2 separate regions of the Mus musculus genome follow, and region 2 is linked to region 1. A link is a contact called in public promoter capture Hi-C data. All regions are on one chromosome and are shown on one strand. The core of a region is the stretch at or near the end of the contact, and the rest is flanking DNA. Distances in the headings are between cores, read along the strand shown. Region 1 holds the start of Cd300lg (CD300 molecule like family member G). Region 2 holds the start of Fam171a2 (family with sequence similarity 171, member A2).

Region 1 (4,826 bases), core at 910-3,409:
AGCTACGCTGGGGGGAGAAATAAAAAGAAAACAATTTATTACTAAAAAGCACATATTTCAAAAATGTCAGGGGCCAGCTCCTACAGCCCTAAAAATATAATGGAGTGTCAAGCGCTTGCCCTGCTTATGATGAATAAGCTAGACACAAAGAACAAGGAACATCTAGAAATAAAGACGTGCAGAAATATACCATGCAAAGCTAGAGTAGATTGTGTGTGTGTGTGTGTGTGTGTGTGTATGTTTCAAACTGCAAAAACCACTTCTCTTGGGTGATCTGTACACAGGAAAGGGAGTCATGTTCCGGACTGAGGTCAGTAGGGTTTCATGATGACATATTCCAGGTCAGTAAACAGCAGGAATGCCTGCCAAGCACTGTGTAATCAAGACATGTGCCCTGTTGCTGGAGAGATGGCTCTGTTCGTAAAGACACTCGCAGCCAAACAATACGACCTGTGGTATATGCCCGGAGCCCACAGGGCGGAAAGAAAGAACTGAGTCCTGCACGTTGTCCTACGTTGTTCATAGCATGCTATGACATTCACGTGCTCATACACACTTAAAACATGAGAATAAATAAATGTAATACTTACGCCCTCTATTACCAGAGCCACAAGAACAAACTCCCCTCTCACAACAACTGGGCTTTAACAACTCCTACCCCACCCCCAGGGGTCGAAAAGAAACATACCAAAATACTAAGAGTGATTTTATAAGGCAGAAGGTGAGTTACTTGTAATACTCCAATCCTTGCCTTCCCTCCGTTCTTACTTATCTGTATAATATAAATATTTGCTTAGATGTCATACTGACTTTGAAAGCCTGAAAGACAGCTATTTTGGAAAATGGCTCAGAGCTCCCTCTAGCGTGCGTTTGTTCTGTTCCCTTGAAGCAATAAGCAAGTCTGCAAAGGGGAAACAAGCCACTGATTAACTTTTGCAAGTGTCCAGCAAGACAAAGCGCTCGGTTCAGGGGACCCGCCTTTCAAAGCAGCTGACCCAAAGCTCCCGCAGAGCTCAGCTCAGCCCTGCTGAAGCCGCCGCCCTGTGGCCAATGACGGTACTGCATCCCAGACAATGGGATGCTGATCAGAAGGGCTATATAATTGGTCTTTAAATTTTTTACCCTTCACACTTCAGCAGTGTGAAGAGAAGAAGCTTACAGATCTCCCACACCCCAAAATAATGGCTCATATGCATATGAAACAAGTTCACGTGTTTAAAATAAAGAAGGGCCGACAAGATGGCCTTTACAAGCCTGATATTCTCAGCTGGATTCCTGGACTCTATGAAAATGTTGAAGGTGGACTCTATAAAGTTGCTTTCTGAAAATATAATTTTAAATTTTTAATAAACTAAAAATAGAGTGTTGGAGAGGTGGCTCAGCGGTTAAGAACACAGGTTGTTTTTCCAGGACCCTGGTTCTATTCCCAGCACTCGCATGGTGGCTCATAGCCATCTGTAACTTCAGCCTCAGGAGATCCAGTGCCCTCTTCTGGCCTCTGTGAGAACTGCGTACACAGGGTGCACAGACACGCAGGCAAACCATCCATGCACATGAAAAATAAATACAATGAAAATAATAAGCTTAAATTAAGATGCTAAAAATAGGGATATAGTTTAAAATATATTATCAGTGATTTACTAATTAACAAATAAGCTTCCATATTTAGTACTTTAATACTCAGATCCAGGGGCAGGTCAAAAAACTAATAATTTCCCAAATAGTGAAGTATTTGGGGATATCAGCAATGACTGGTTGTTCCAGGGTTTGTGATTCTTATAGTAGCAGTGTCAAGTTATGCACACCTCTGAGAATTATTTATTTATTTATTTATTTATTTTGAGACAGGGTTTCTCCGTATAGCCTGGAACTCACTCTGAAGACCAGGCTGGCCTCGAACTCAGAAATCCACCTGCCTCTGCCTCCTAAGCTCTGGGATTAAAGGCATGTGCAAAAGGAAAAACAATATATCAGAGGTTCCCAAAGGCCATGATGAATTACACAGGCAAATCACAGATTAAGGCTAAGTAGGGGCTGGAGATTGGGTGGGTCTGCAACCTGTGGTAACTGGCACTGGGTAGAAGGGGGAAAAGAGTAAAGGAAAAAGCAGAAGGCCCTCCAAGGCGGAGCTGAGCTCGATGGCCCGCCCCCCACCCCTCCCTTCCTGGCTCCAGCCCGGCAGAAGCTAAAGCTCAGAAGAGCTCCCAATTGCAGGCAACTGCAGTGTCCAGCACCCACCATGAGGCCTCTGGTCCTGCTATGGGGCTGCCTGGTGCTCCCAGGTGAGAGGGGTCAGAGGTGGCTGGGATGGAGGGGCTTACAGATGCAGGCCTGAGCACGCTCTTGTGGTCTGTGGTTATGCCTTCCCTCCACACCATGAGGAGGTGGGGTGGGGTGGGGTGGAATACATCCCTATTTCACAACCCATCTGCAGCCCAGCAGCCCTGAGCTCAGCACTTGCTGCTCTTGCACCTTGAGCCCAGGGTCTTTCTCCCTTGGGTTCCCTGGCTCTGCAGAACCTCTCTGACCACAGGGCAGCAAGCATACATCCACTTACCCTGTTAGCTCAGCTAACTTGGTTGAATACCTACTAAGTTTGCTTTTTCTTTCTTTGCTTTCATTTTTTTCTTGCTTTACTTTTTAATTTTATTATTGTTAGTATGTGTGTGTCTGTGTATGTGTGTGTGTGAGAAAGAGAGTATGTGTGGTATATGCATGTATATAATATATATGTATACACACATACATACATACGCATATACACATATACATACACACACATATACATACATATACATATTTATAAAATGTGCGTTCATTGCAAGAGGGCAAAGGGCTGGACAGTAAGTAACCACACTGTCACCCACAGGGAGCAAAGCTTTCTTTACTTTTGTAATTTTTTTATCCTTTCTTTCTCCTTGGCAATGCTTGGGGGAGGGGTGGAACCCAGGCCCCGGAGCATGCTAAATGAGTGCTTTGCCACTAAGCTATATCCCTAGCCTTCTCTCCATTTTATGCTTCAGACAGACTGGCCTTGAACTTGCTCTGATTCCAAGTAACTGAATCAAGAGCACCCCCCCCCCAGGCTGGGTTCATCAGGACACATCTTATAACTAACATCGCATCTTGTAACTGACAGACATCACATCTTGTAACTGACATCAGTTGCTCAGTTGGCCATGTTTGCTTGGTTTTCCCTTAAAAATATATAACATTAACTCACACTGTTTTTAAGGGTTTTGTTACATGTGTTTATCATGTGTGTGTGTGTGCATATATGAGCACACATTAGTCCATGAATGCTGTAGTACATGTGAGGAAGGTCCGTGTACAACGTTTGGGAATCTATTCTCTCCTTCCTGAGGATCGAACTCAGGTTGTCAGGCTTAGCCGCAAGCTCCTCTACCCCTCGAGCCATCTGGCCAGCCTGACTTGTGTCTCTCAAATAACATGTTTGTTCTAAGGTTCCCCAGAGGAAGGGAGAACCCTGGGGGTCTATGGTTTGCCCAAGATGTTCTAACAAGAACGCCTCCCTTCATCCCCATGAAATGGGAACTTCTGCTCTCGGCCTGGTACTTGGATCCGTGGAAATCCCATCTCCTTTCACGCTGCATTTTCAGGTTATGAAGCCCTGAAGGGTCCAAAGGAGATCAGTGGATTTGAAGGTGACACCGTGTCCCTGCGGTGTACCTACGTGGAGAAGATGAAGGAGCACAGGAAGTATTGGTGCCGGCAGGGTGGCATCCTGGTGTCACGCTGCGGTGACATTGTCTACGCAAATCAGGACCAGGAGGTGACTCGAGGCAGGATGTCCATCCGAGACAGTCCCCAAGAGCTCTCGATGACCGTGATCATGAGGGACCTTACCCTGAAGGATTCAGGGAAGTACTGGTGTGGGATTGACAGACTGGGCCGCGATGAGTCTTTTGAGGTTACACTCATTGTCTTTCCAGGTAATGGACTCCTCCCCCTACCTGGGTTGCGGGGGGGGGGGGGGGGGGGATGTAGAGGAGACTAGGATGGGTGAGAGCATCTGAGCCATGGCTTCAGTGTCCCCATTACAGAAGGGGGCAGTCTTGGTACCAATCTCACCAGGCCTCTCCAGGACGTGGGGAGGGACACTCTGCTGAGCACTGGGGACAACTTAGAGAGGAAGCCGCAGTGTGCCTCTGCACTGGCAAGTCTGCCTGTTAGGAGCTATCCTTGTCATTCTTGGCCTAGACATGTTAGGGGAGACTACCATGGGATGGGGACAAGATGACCATCGCAGGGGACAAAGAAGTACCTGCACGTCCCCTGTGTCACAAATATACCCATAGCCTCCTGAGGTCAGGCCAGCTATGGCTGCACCCCAGGCCCGGCCCACAGTGACCCCTAACCATGCACTGGCCTCACCATGCTGATAGCCTCTGCACACTGCTTCCACGTTTTATATCCTGGGGGAACCCAGGGAAAAGACGAGAGGAGGCCAGAGTACAGGCAGCCCAGTCTCTGGTCTGTGAGGGCTAGGTAGCTCTCTGAATGACCACTTCACAAATGGGACACAGAAATTCCGAGATGCTCAGCTTCTGGCCTAAGGTTGAGACAGGAAGCAGAGTGGGCATGATTCAAACACGGATCGATGCCACCTTTATCTCTGTTCAGAAGATGGGCCCAGGAGCCAGGACCCAGTCACCAGTGGGTCTCTGTCACCAGTGGGTCTCTGTGACAATTCGAACTGGACAGTAACAGCAATATCAAAGCCTCACGAGAGCCCATTAGCTTGGAACGTGTGAGATCCAGGGTTCCATTCCTTTTTTTGTTTGTTTTGTTTTGTTTGTTTGTTT
Region 2 (4,826 bases), core at 667-3,166, 410 kb after region 1:
CTAGGCTTAGGAACAGCTGGAGAAAGCAGCTGGGAAGAGAGGATCCTGGAGTCTGAAATTTTGTCACTTGAGGGAAGCCTTTTGGCTCAAGGGCCAAAGCCTCAAAAGAGGTAGAGGAGGGACCTGGGAAACAAAACAGAGGTGGGCAGGTAAGGCCGGAAGGAAAGTCAGCACCAAGCTGGGAGGTGGGGCAGGTGTCTAGCAGACTCCTTTCCCTGCTTCCCCACAGCCTGGGCTCCCCGCCAGCTGCCTGAGAGAGCCCCTTATTCTGGCTGTATTCCAGCCAATTCCCTGGGCCCTTCCTCCCTCCCCTGGGCCTTGGAGGAGGAGAAGCTTCTTAGCTTGGGCCTCTTCTCTGGGAGATTAGGGGAGACTGAGGCACAGGAAGATCCCTCCCCACCCTCAAAGCTTGGCATTCCATACAGTATCTGCATCTCTCCACTTGGCTAGCCCTGCCTTGTTCCAGGAGGAAATCCGACCTCCTTCCTTCATCCGGACCCTACTTCCCTCAACCAGACCCCCGCCTTCCGCCTTTCCTGCTAGCTTCTGGTGTGTGTGTGTGTGGGGGGGGGGTGGCATAAGGAGCAAAGAACACTGTTTCAGGATGGAACCGCAGGCAGGGAAGGAAGAGCAATTGTGGGGTGGTGGCGCAGGAACCAGAAAGGTGGGAGAGGGAAGCAGGGATGAGGAGAAGAGAGGCCCAGAGCACCCACGAGTGAGCTGTGGAGTCAGGGTGTCCAGCTCCCAATGCAGGGGCCAGCTCTACCTTCACCTCACACACCCATGTGGGCCAGGTTAGGCGTTAGGAGGGTCAGGGTCTCCTTTGGGGGCGGGGGAATGAGTGAAATGAAGAAGGGAAGCTGGTAGAAGAGAGTAGTAGCAAGAGACAGGCTGGACAAGGACCCAGACACCTGCCCTCTCAGCTGGTACTGCCCACAGCTAGCCAGCCAGCTCAGCATGGCTCCGTGACCACAGCCCTGCCATGCGCCTTGAGCCGGGAATCACAATAACGCCTGTACTCGCCCCCCCCCTTCCAAATGCATCCCCTCCCTCTAGCATGAGCTGATCAGTGTTTATTCGGTGAGCCCCAAATTCTAAACCTGGGGGGGGATTGGCTAGAAGCTGTCAGGCTCCTGGGTGAAAACCCCATTCGAGCAGTCAATCCCGCCTACAGCCTCACCCACTCCCCCTCTCCCCTCCCCCCTCGCAGCCCAGCTCTAAGCTCCCAGCCCCAGTCCGGCCAGGGTGGCAGCCGATGTCTGCGCCCCCACCCAGCCTGGGTCGCAGCTAGGGACCCGCGGGGGGCTGCGGAGCCGGCGCCCGCCCCAGCCCGCCCCTGGGCGGGTGTCTTCCGCAGACAATAGCTCTGGCTGCAGTGCCTCGCGGACCAGGAGGGAGAAAAACAAGTCGGAGGAGGCGGCAGCGCCGAGCCTGGAGACCCTCGCCCTCTCCATTGTGTCTCCCCAAGACCCCCGCAGCAAACAGTCCCCCAATCTCTCCCCCAGAAGCACCGATCTCAGGTCGCCTTCCCCCCGCCATCCTGGGAGCAGAATGCATCCCAAGTCACTAGCACCGTGAAGAGGGGGCCAGCGGTGGCAGCCGATCACAGGGTACAGGCCCACGATCGCCGCCCCTCGAGGCCGATACTCACCCTGCGGGCTGGGGGGCTCCGGCGGAGACTTGCCGGGAGCCCGGGAGGCGCCGCCGAGCAGCAGCCCCAGCAGCGGCAGCAGCCGCGCGAGGACGCCGGGGCCACTCGGCGGCGGCATCGCGGGGCTCGGCCGGGCCCTAGCGGTCCATCGTTGCCGCCCGGCCCTGATCGGCCGGCCCCGCTCAGCCCCAGTTCTGCACCGCTCTGTGCAGCTCCGGGTTGGGCTCCCGCTCCGGCTGCGGCGCCCGCTCGGCGCGATTGTCTCTGCCCGGAGCGGCCGCCAGCGCCCCCTGCAGTCGACACCCGGCACGGCGGGCCAGCGGGCACCGCCCCCTCGAGGCCCGGCTCTGCCTGCAGCCCACCCGGCAGCCCCCACCCGGTAACCCAAGATTCCAGACAGCAATGGAGTGCAGCGATTAGGGGGCAATTACCCGGGTTGGGGTTGGAGAGCTCTTGAGATGTGGTGTAAAATTGAGGGGTAGGAGAATGGCTATTGCCTACTCCTAAGGGCTGTAGTTGGAAAGAGTGAGAATTTTCTTCTCCCACACCGAGAGCTCCGTAGTGTTGAGGAGGCTGCGGTCTCCATCCAACATTGGGAAGCTGACCTGTGGTCATGTCAGCCTCCTCCCCCGCCCCCCATGACTTCCATTCAGAAACAGGCAAGACAAGTTCCTTACAGCCTTCTTAGCCTCTCTTGCTTTAAAGAGGATGGTCTGAAGTTCAGAATGACCTCGAACTCATGGCCCTTTTCCTGCCTCCGCTTCCAGAGTGTTGGGATTTCAAATGCAAGCCGCTATATTCAGCCTCACTTATCCTTTAAAGTGACAATCATAATAATCTCTACCTAGTAACGTGGTTGAGATACCAAGGTGTGTGTGAGGGGTGGTTCGGGGTGATGGTGGAGGAATGCCAGGCACCTTTTATCCCAACAGGAAGAGCTCTGTGAGTTCAAGGCCACTTTGCTCTACATAGCCAGTTCCTGGTCCTCTGACACAAGTCTGACAGGTGCACCGGTGCAGTAAGTGGTGCTATTGTTGGCCGGGGAGGGGCTTGCCTCCCTTGGAGTAATAAGACCTCCTTCTGGAGGAGACATCTGGCTAGAGAGGTTTTGTAGAAGTGGAAGCAGACGCCTCCCCCCACAAAAGAATCCCATTGGTTCCGGCATCCTGATTGACAAACTGGATCTTCCTTCGCTGAACCCCATGTTTGAAGACAAGCTCCCAAACAACCTTTCTCTCCTTATCGTTTCTGGCTGTCACTATCCCTTAGCTTCTGTTTTGCGTCGTTCTCTCTGCCCAGTCACCTCTTCAGCACAGCCTGCTACCCAGGAGACCTATGACAAGGATGGCTTCCCCTAGGGGACGCAGCAGGCTTCCCTCTGACTAAGTCTCTCTACTTAAGGGGGCAAAGTCACCAGGTCTTTCCCTTCATCCCTTCCTTTCCTCTTTCCCTCTTTTCCTTCTTTCTTTCTCCTCCCCTCATTTCCATCTGTTTCCTCTTCCTCCTCCTTCTTCTCACCGCCCCCGCCCCCCACCTCAGACCCTGGAGTAGCCAGCCAAGGGTAGAGGGGATTGCACGCAGCATCTCTTCCTTTTTAATAGAGATTTCCGTGTAACCATATTTCCCAGTTCTGTGCTTATGTAACTTTTTTTTTTTTTTTTTTTTTTTTTTTGGAACCTAAGTGCAGGCTTTAGCGCTCTTCCTTGGTGAATTTCATCGTGTTGGTCTCAAGCCGACTTCACAATCTGTCAGAGCTCCCTGGAATCTGCCTTGCTTGCCCACTGTATTATCCCTGTGCCTGCCACAGCCAGGAGTTATCTGTGGGGCAGAGAGGCTACTGCTGCCTTCGTTCAAGGATCTCCTGATGTCTCTAGGCAGCCCAGAGTTGACATGGAGCTGAGACACCCCAGAGAGACCCCCCCACCGCACCCCAGTTTTATCAGGATCATTCAGATCTAAAATCCCAGCCACTACAATCCCGCTCACATTTCTCTCGTCCGTGAGGCCCAAGGCTAAAATGCTTTGCTGGGATCAAGATAGGTGGTCTGGGCCATTCAGTTGCAATGACTGACTGACTCCAGAGGAAATTTGGCTGGTATTCAAGGATCACGGCTTAATCTTTACTTAGATATTCAGTCACCCAGCTAGAAACCTGTTCTGGAACTTGCCATGCATGGATGTCAAATCATTGTTATCAGGATTTACCATTTTACCCCTCTGGGTACAATCAAGTATGGGCTCTGGTGAGGTGAATATATGCACCTCTTCTGTCCCTGGACACGTAGCATTGAATTCAGTGTTCAAGGCGTGTCTGCTCAGCCACCACCCCTGCCTCCCTAACAAACAAGTACCCCAGGGCCCTCCCCACCCGGCTCCAGCCTCAGCAACTCCCTCTTTGCCAGAACTTGCCCCCTTGTTACTGGCAGAAATTTTTTTTTTCTGAACACTTTGCTCCATGCAGGGAACGGCTCTTTCATTGCCTCAGATCAACCGTCAGAGCCCTGTCCTTGACTACCTGGCTTCCCTTTGAAGACTTCGGGAAGTGGCGCCTCCACCAGCACCCACTGATATCTCCTCACCACTCCCCTCCTTCCATGCCTCCTTCCGCCTCACCTCACCTCTCCTCTTCTTCTTCTCCTTCTTTTTTTCCTAAGATTTATTTATTTATTTTATGTATTATGAGTACAATTATAGCTGTCTTCAGAAGAGGGTGTCAGCTCTCTGACAGATTTTTGTGTCATTACAGATGGTTGTGAGCCACCATGTGGCTGCTGGGAATTGAACTTGGGACCTCTGGAAGAGCAGTCAGTGCTCTTAACCATTGAGCCATCTCTCCAGCCTCCCTCCTCTCCTCTCTTCTCTCCTGTCCTCCCCTACCCCCTTTCCTCCCCTCCCCTTTCCTCTCCACATCCCCCTTCTCCTCTCCACATCACCCTCCTCTGTCTTTCTCCCCACCCTCAGTACTGAAGATTGAACTCAGGGTCTTGGACATAGTAAACGACTGCTCCCCTACTGAAAGTTGTCTCAGCTTTCTTTTTCCTTACTTTCTAAAAATGTGATAGAAATAGGACCGTTATTAAGGAGGAATGGGAGTAGGGTGGTATGCTGAGGAAAGGCATTGTCTCAGGGTTTCTATTGACTTGACGAAAAACACCAGGACCAAAAAGCAAGTTGG

What was found. Promoter capture Hi-C pulls out the DNA fragments that hold promoters and counts their contacts.
Region 2: a contact with region 1 is called in a promoter capture Hi-C map of pre-B cells, with 2.2 times the contacts expected there. The contact joins the promoter of Fam171a2 here to the promoter of Cd300lg in region 1. A contact is called at or near these places in 11 of 39 promoter capture datasets (the 3T3-L1 cell line, 3T3-L1-derived adipocytes, the C10 cell line and 6 more), 2 of 484 Hi-C or Micro-C datasets (both in the G1E-ER4 cell line), 2 of 115 datasets of contacts at active chromatin or transcription factors (embryonic hindbrain and stem cell-derived neural progenitor cells) and 3 of 9 other capture datasets (adipose tissue, embryonic stem cells and liver).

What each region holds. Positions count from the first base shown.
Region 1 is chr11:102,039,352-102,044,177 of GRCm38.p6, forward strand. Cd300lg (CD300 molecule like family member G) reads left to right here and starts at 2,160. Exons shown (of 7, transcript NM_027987.3): 1 at 2,160-2,282; 2 at 3,621-3,953. The coding sequence starts at 2,240.
Region 2 is chr11:102,445,747-102,450,572 of GRCm38.p6, forward strand. It overlaps Fam171a2 (family with sequence similarity 171, member A2), which reads right to left and starts at 1,917. Exons shown (of 8, transcript NM_199200.2): 1 at 1,652-1,917. The coding sequence starts at 1,769.